Regions from separate parts of the Zea mays genome. Here regions 2 and 3 are each linked to region 1. Evidence: chromatin contacts called from public Hi-C data. All regions are on one chromosome and are shown on one strand. Each heading gives the region's core, a stretch centred on a gene start, on an enhancer-like site or on the middle of the called end of the contact. The rest is flanking DNA. Distances are from core to core; before and after follow the strand shown.

Evidence for each region. A called contact is a pair of places that touch in the nucleus more often than the background predicts.
Region 2: a contact with region 1 is called in a Hi-C map of tassel, with 2.7 times the contacts expected there. The contact joins the promoter of LOC103655107 here to the promoter of LOC100277620 in region 1. A contact is called at or near these places in 2 of 25 Hi-C or Micro-C datasets (ear and tassel).
Region 3: a Hi-C map of bundle sheath shows a contact between it and region 1, with 2.8 times the contacts expected there. The contact joins the promoter of LOC100277723 here to the promoter of LOC100277620 in region 1. A contact is called at or near these places in 3 of 25 Hi-C or Micro-C datasets (bundle sheath, ear and tassel).

What each region holds. Positions count from the first base shown.
Region 1 is chr4:12,658,362-12,661,015 of Zm-B73-REFERENCE-NAM-5.0, reverse strand. LOC100277620 reads left to right here and starts at 1,344. Exons shown (of 3, transcript NM_001374019.1): 1 at 1,344-1,655; 2 at 1,930-2,185. The coding sequence starts at 1,489.
Region 2 is chr4:13,127,234-13,129,887 of Zm-B73-REFERENCE-NAM-5.0, reverse strand. LOC103655107 (galactoside 2-alpha-L-fucosyltransferase) reads right to left here and starts at 1,292. Exons shown (of 2, transcript XM_020551802.1): 1 at 888-1,292; 2 at 1-477. The coding sequence starts at 906. It also overlaps the pseudogene LOC103652843.
Region 3 is chr4:12,916,205-12,918,858 of Zm-B73-REFERENCE-NAM-5.0, reverse strand. It overlaps LOC100277723, which reads right to left and starts at 1,290. Exons shown (of 9, transcript NM_001151218.2): 1 at 958-1,290; 2 at 109-288; 3 at 1-18. The coding sequence starts at 1,165.

The DNA of each region.
Region 1 (2,654 bases), core at 95-2,594:
CTAATTAATGGTCCTGTTCCTTCTGACGTGGCATGATTACTCCTCTCGGAGCCTCGTTGGCACACACATGTGTGCGCAATGAGAAGGTGTATTAATTATGCCCAAAACCCCACACGAACAAAGACAAGTGCCCCCCGAAACCGATCATCTATCTAGCTAACCCCGTCCGTCCGGCCGGCCTTCTTTTCATCACCTTTTTTTCTTTATCATCAGATACACAGATACAGTTTGGTCACCTAATAAAAAGCCCAATTCTTTACTTTGCAGAGTAGGTTTGGTTTGCCAACATACCATGTGCGGAAAACCTTCCCTTTGGTTCATCCCATTATGACCATGCACCAAAGGCAAAGAATCATCCTTTCCATTAAGCGCATATTTCTTGGTTATTACCAATATATTATTAAAGGTTATACATTACGAAATCTATAACGATACTAATTTGATATAAGCAATTTTAATGATTTTTATAAATTGTACTTAATTTTCAAAAATAATTTATAAAAAAAAATCAAGAAATCTACTTATTGAGAACCCACATAGAGTAGTTGTTAAAAGTGCGATTCTTTTTGGCACAAGAATAAGAACTAAATTTTACTTTTTCAGCATTCTCTAAAAGATTCTTTCCCCTTAAATTCTAGGTCCTCTGCTCCTGTAGCGACGCCATCTAAATTCATCCCTGCACAATACATCCTATTCCTAATATATTTTAGATTAGATTTTTCTATATATGTATTTGTCATAGTCTAAAATAGTATATATATATATATATATATATATATATATATATATATATATATATATATATATACTAAATCTGTGTTTAATTCGTAGTTTAGAATATAAAAATAGAGAAAAGAGGACGTGCCCTTAATCTGGGGTGTGCGGCAAAGGGTGAGTTTTTGGTACCGCTGCATAGTCTAACACCTACGACCGATTCGTTAAGGACCGTTATGGGTATGAAAAGAATTTCCCTTGCTGTCTGACCGACAAGGCCTCGATATAATATGCATACAAGGAAAAATAAAAAAAATTGAAAATCCATAACTCCATGTGATTCTTGTAAAAGAAAAAAAAAACTTGATCACCGTGGCAGTTCTACTCTCCCATGCATGCATTCTTCTTCCCCCCAATCTCCCATCCGTTTCCTTCCCCATGCTCTGTCTGCCGCGCTTGCGCTTGCGCTTGACTCCACCACCGCCCTCTCTGTCAGCACTGCCACCCTCCACGTGGGGGCAATCACTGCCATCTGCCTCCACCTCCGTTTCATCTTAACCCCACCTCTCGAGGTCTCCGTTCCTATAAAGGCCTCACACCTGCTCCGTTCCATTCCAACACCTCACCAGCAAGCACACACACACCTTCCACCGGGCCTGGCTTTAAAGCTGTACTTACTATTTATTTCTCCCTCCCCCCACAAACCTCATCTCTTCTCTCCCGCCGCGCGCCACTGGAAAAAAAAAAGGAAAAGAAGAGAGAAAAAAACCCTCCATGTGTTCCATATTTCCTTCGCATTCAGTCATCGGCGTATCGTCGCAGGCGCAGGCTGCTGCTGCTGGCGGCGGCGGCGGGTTTCAGAGCCCAGAGAGCAGAGCCAGCAGCATGAGCGGCGGCGGCTCTCTGCCCTCCCCTTCCGGACCTGCCTGCTCCAGATCATGGTGGGCATTCTATTCTGAGACCAAAACCATTTCGCATTCCATCGTGTCCATCTTTTTTTTCCCTTCTCTTTGTTCTTCCTAGATATACATACATAGGTCGCATTTATTTGCTCTAATCATCGCCTACCGATCACCTAAGAAACCATTGTCTACTACTCCAGCAGCTTACAGTGTGTCAGTGTCCTTTAATTAATTAATTCATCATCGCTTGGTCAAACTAAGTAGCCTGATGATGCATATGCGTGCTGGATCGATCGATCGATCGGTCATGCAGGTCCATCAGCGAGGACTCGCTGCGGAGGTACGTGAGCTACGCGAGCGAGAGCTGCATCCAGGAGCTGCTGGCGGCGTCGTCGGACTCCGGCCGCGGCGGCGACGACGACGGGTGGAAGGTGCTGGTGTACCACAACGGCGTCGAGATATCCAAGCGGCGGACGGGGCCCGCGCACGTCTTCCGGAGCAGGTGGCTGCTGCAGGACGTCTCGCCGGAGCAGTTCGTGGCCGCCGCCAGCGCCGTCGACGCCGCCAAGGTACACACACACACAGACACTACTTGCATGCGTATATTCGTTATTATTACTATATATTCGTAATTGTTAATCTACGAGTGGTAGTATTATACTAGCAACTATATATATAATTGATGAAGAGTTTGAGCAAACTGATTATATTTGAATCAGTCCAAAGGTTTCTTTTCCGTTTCCATTTGAAGTAGGATAGGAAATCGCTTGTTAATTTGATACTTTGGGCCAAATATAAAAAGACAAAAGCTGATGAAGTGATCGTTAGCACAACGGAAGGTTTCCGCAAATCGAAGACTTTGGGTTCCATATCGATCTGTTGCCATGATGGGCCTTGGTTGTGGTTGATGAACGGCTAGCGACCTAGCTGGTTTGCTTTGCTAACTTTGCTCTAGGACTAGCACGTACTCTATAGGTCAATTTCGAGTACTATTTGCTTCATCCGAATAGAAATTATGCAGCAGATCTACCCAAGTCT
Region 2 (2,654 bases), core at 43-2,542, 470 kb before region 1:
ACAGCGGGAAGCTCCTCCAGGGCAGCAGCCACGTCGTGTCGGGAAACGGCTCACAGAACAGCTCTCCCATCTCGTTGCTGGAGTCGACGAGGAGCACACGGTCGGTGAGGAGCGCGTACAGGAACACGGACGCCGCGGCGATGATCCGGTTCCCAAGCCCGCGGTACGAGATGGACACCAGGTACCTGCACTTTAGATTCACGGGGGACTCGCCGGCGTTCTTGCCGGACTTGAGCTGCTCCAGCGCGCTGGAGTAGGCTGCGGTGCCGGGGCCGCACCGCCTCTGCAGGGCTTCGTGCCGTCGCAGCTTGGAGACGAGGTGCTCGCTAGGTCCCCTGCCCGGGTTTCGGCGATACATGGCCGATTGGTACCGGCTGTGGCATGCCTCCTGGTCAAATCCTGCCGCCAAGAGGCAACCGTGGAGCCTGTCGTGCGCTGTCCTCGTGCTCGTGTACGGGAAGGAGAAATCGTCCGGACCTGCAGACCGTTTGCTTGCAAAGTAAGCACAAAAGATGAATGAATCACCTCAGCTCTGGACGTCTGCAATCAAATCCAATGGCCATAGATTCAACAAAAAAATTCCAATGGCCATACATGAAAGGCGACAAAAATCAACAAGTTAATCTAACTGCGAAGTTTTCTTCGTTTGGATTTGAAGGAAGCACTTCATTAGTTAGCAAGAAGCATTCATGAGGAACCGTTCATCAGCGAAGTCTTACCGAAAAAATGCGCTTCCCTATACAAACCCAAAGGCCAAAGCTACTCGTAAAACCTAACTGAGTATAAAAAATCTCTGCTTCCCAAAATGCAGGGAAGTAAAAATTAATTATATATAGTAGTCTTTCCGTGAACGAACATGCGCATGCGTTGAGGAAAAACTTAGTTACCTTGCCGAAAGCCGGCCATGGCTGTCCTAACCTAGACCAGCGGCGCGCCAGCAGTGCTCCCGCCGAGGAGGATGACGACGAGCGTGGGCACGGTCATCACGAAGGCAGTGAGCAAAGCGCTAGCCCCCAATTCCATCGCTTGTCGTCGTCGGCAGTGAGCACTCTGTTCATTTTGGCCACTGAGCAGGGGAAGCTTCTTCCTCGGGTCTCCTTGTAAATGCAGCCTGTTCGTGCATGTGTCCCGATTCTCTTGTAGTACTGCTGCTGCGACTTCCTGATCTGGAGGAGCTTCAGTCTCGCGGCTTGACAGATGTGCCGCCAATGGACACGATGTATTTAGTGCAGGTCAACTCTATAGTCTCTATATTATATCCGAGCTCGTGCTGCTGCCCGTTTCAGCGTGCGACTCCGCACCGCAGTTGAGATATCGATTGGTTTTAAAATCCTCTGACATACTATAAATGGGTTTCGCCAACTATACTACTTGGCGAACAAAATGTCCTCCGTAATATCAGGAGCTCCGAGCTCACCTCCCAAGGGAAGCCGCGCCGGTGACCACTACTGTCGCGGCGTCCACACCCCGGCGCCCCGCGCACCGACTGCCAAACGGCGGCGGCCACCGCAAATCGCCTGTTAGCCGTTCCTGGTGCGCGCGGCCAACCAGCAATTTCCGCCGACGAATGGGATGATCTTGAACCTCCCTTTGGGTTGGCTGAAGAATCGACATCAGCTGATCACCGTGAACGGGATACGGGCCTGGTCGGAACAGTGAAGAACATGGACAGGCCGGGGAAAAGAGAAGGTTTGTGGGTCGCGCCAGCGCGCTGGGCTGGGGAAAAGGGGGCACCCGGGTTTCTTCTTTTTTTGTTTTTTCTATTTTCTTTCTCTTTTATTCATTCATAAAAAATTCTACGACTTAGTGCAGGTGTCCAGGAGGGAGTACGAGGACTGCACCATGGATTATTTCTTTTGACCTGTCTGCAGTATCGCCTGCATCTAGAGATTAGCAGGTTTCCATCTTGCTAGATATGTATGCAAAATGTGAAATAGCATTAAACTTTTATGCTAAATCCTTGTGGATTATTTCTTTTGACATGTCTGCAGTATCACATGCATCCAGAGATTAGCACGTTTCCATCTTTACATTTCTACGAAAATAAACTGCTTGATGGTGCGGAGGTGGCTGATAAATCAGCTTCATTTCATTTTCATGAGTGTCTTGGTCCATACATGTTTTTTTGATATTGCTGACGGCTGTGAACATTGTGGAAGAAATGTTGCTACATAGTCACTCTGTAATGATTTTGAAGGTGATGCAGCTATTGAAATAATGTCATTTCTAAAGAACAGGTGAGGGTATTGTCTCTCTACCTGCCCATGTTTATTATTGTGTAGGAAACTAAGGCTATATACTTTCTCTGTGAACAGATATCCATTGGAGTTCACCTCTAGGAAAATAGGAATCATTACTCCATACAAAAGCCAACTCTCTATACCTCGTTCAAAGTTCACTTCCTCTTTTGGTCCTGAGATTGTTGCCGAGATGGAAATAAATACTGTTGATGGATTTCAAGGTCGTGAAGTTGATATCTTGTTGTTGTCAACTGTTAGAGCCTCAAATTCTTCAGATGGTAGCCATCACACTGGTGAAGCACACAGCATTGGGTTTGTTGCAGATGTTAGACGTATGAATGTCGCACTAACACGTGCCAGGCTTTCTCTATGGATTGTTGGAAATGCAAGAACTTTGCAGATTAATTCACACTG
Region 3 (2,654 bases), core at 41-2,540, 260 kb before region 1:
TTACCCATCCATGCATATCTACAAAAGGTAATTCGAGAAGTTCACTGCACATAGCCACAACACTGGTGAGGAATTTGACAGTTTTCAAATAGACGGATATGTTCTCACCATGCATAGAAGAAATGTTTACAACAGCAGGACCAACTGCAGATGCCGCCTTGGCAATCGAATTCCTGCCTAGACACGCTGGGCAGCATCTTGGATCACCAGAGCTTCCGTCAGAACCTTGGTCGCCATTGTTAGCAGGTGAAACCGATGCAGACGTGAAGGTATTCAGTACTGGGAACCCTACAAACACATTTGGACACAGTAAGATCTTTGATACAGAGCTCTATCTTACCCAGGCGAAGATAACAACAAACAAGGCAACTGCAGATTCAGGTAAAACAAAAATGCATCAGTCTCATCAGAGTTACTAAGGACACCTTGAAGGTGCTAATCTGTCAACTGTAACTATGATGCACATAGGTAAAAATCAAAGTTTATCATATTGTGAAAAAGGATTATTCCCCGGACTCAAACAAAGACCTTGCAAGCAGGCTGATGCTATGATATTTAAAAACAGCCACCTATCTGGATGATCCAACACCTGCAACTTTTTATGGCATGCCTTTGCACATTACAACTTGTGTTCGTCTCGACATACATTGGTCCATTGACTATAGTAGTTCAAAGTACGGCTGAAAACTTGAGTCCAACCACAGGTCCCTCTACTGAATTGAAGTAACGAGACCCGCCAATGCGCATAACGCCGTACGCAGATAGTCAGATGGATGTCTAGCAGAGAGCAAACGCAAGCCCAATCGAGTGGCATTCCAAAAACCTCGAACCCAAACCACCTTGGACAGTTGGACAGGCAACCACTCCCGACTCCGCCACGCAGCAAAAAGACAGTCTATCCGATGGTCTAGGGTGTACCGATGTAGATAGGCGAGGGAGGGGGTGGCGAAAACGGACCTTGGAACGGATATGGGAGCAGATACGGGGAGAAGAGGCAGGTGCCGGAGCGGAGGCCCTCGGCGGCGGCGGAGGAGGAAAAGGCCTGGCGTGGCGGCTGCGGCGGGGAGGCCGAAACGTAGACGGCTGTGTCGGGATCGCGGAGGCGCGAGAAGGCGGCGGTTGCGGCTAGGAGGAGCGCGGCCCGGCGGCCGACGCGGAGGAGCATTCTGGAAGGATCGCTTGCTGCCTTGGCGTGCCGCACACGAGGAAAGGAGAGCACACGAGGAAAGGAACGGGGAACGCAGAGCGGAGCAGCAGGGCCGTCGCGAAGCGTCTGAGCTGAGGTAGGAGGAAGGAAATGGACCTTTTGGTTTTCTTGCGGGCTGCGGACCTTTCAAAAGCCGAGTTGAGCCAGCAGACCTGCACGAATTCAGTCCAACCATCAAATGCTCCTCCTCGTATGGTCTCTTCCTACGGCCCACTTCTAGCCGCGCTCGCCCGTTCTGTCGCTTAAGGACACAACGCCCCGATCGGGATTGGTGTACAGGAGACCCCGAGGCTTCTTCGGTTAGGGATTGATTAGAAAGGATTAGATGAGATTAAATTCTCTTCTTTACAAATTTGAATAGGAGAGGATTAAATCCTCTCCAATCCATCTCAAACCAACTTAAACCGAACAAGTCCTCAGAGGTAATTCGGTATTTACCCATATCACCCTAATTAGGGTTTCTTAATGCTCTCCCTCGGTGAATACCGTGATAAAGACATGCCTCGTTAAAACTTCCAAAAACCCAGTAAAAAATATGGAGAAAGAACGCATGGCAATGCATATTATATATGCACTTTGTGGCCTCGTTAAAGAAATTCATGTGAGAAACTTTAGGAAAACTCACCAAGGAAAAAAGAGTACAACAACTGTCATCGGGATAGATTTCGATCTTCTAGATCTGGATTCTATCGAATCTTCTACAAGAGCTAACTTTAGAAATGTGCTTCCCTAATCCTTGCAAAATTGTCTCGATATGGCAAAACATTTTCTTCTGTAAGTATATGCACATAGAGATTTAGCAAATGGATTGCATATTGTCGCAAGGATTATCTCAGAAACGTCACCTCAACTCACTTCTAGGATACACGAGGTAAGTGCACATATCAACATAAATAAGCCACTTTGACCGGTGGTCTTCGATCGACTGAATCTATATGATAGAAACTTTCATGAGGGTTCACATATTTATCGTCAAGTTGACGCTTTCAGGGCATACAATATGACATTCAGTGTCTCACAATTGTGATCAATATAAACATTCACTCCCCCTGACGATAACATTTGTCAAAGTCATTATCCCTCATAACTCAAACATACTCTTCAAGATATATGTCTCATTGTTCATCTGGAATAATGAGGATGGACGAGGTTGGGGCGCTACACTTTTCATTCTATCATGCACCACAATGTATGCATGGTTGTGCAAAGCAAATAACTTGTCCTTTTATAGGACTTAGGGGATATTATAGTGGCAATAGTACATATTCTAAATATGACTCATCGCTACAGGCATTCATTCGTTGCAACTTCTATGATGGTGTAACAAAAGTCCATCAATGATAGTAATCCATCATGGATTCTCATCAATCAAATGCATAATTATAGTCTGTCATTCCAACACAATGGGGATATTTTGTCAGTGACACCTAAACAATTTAGGATTCTG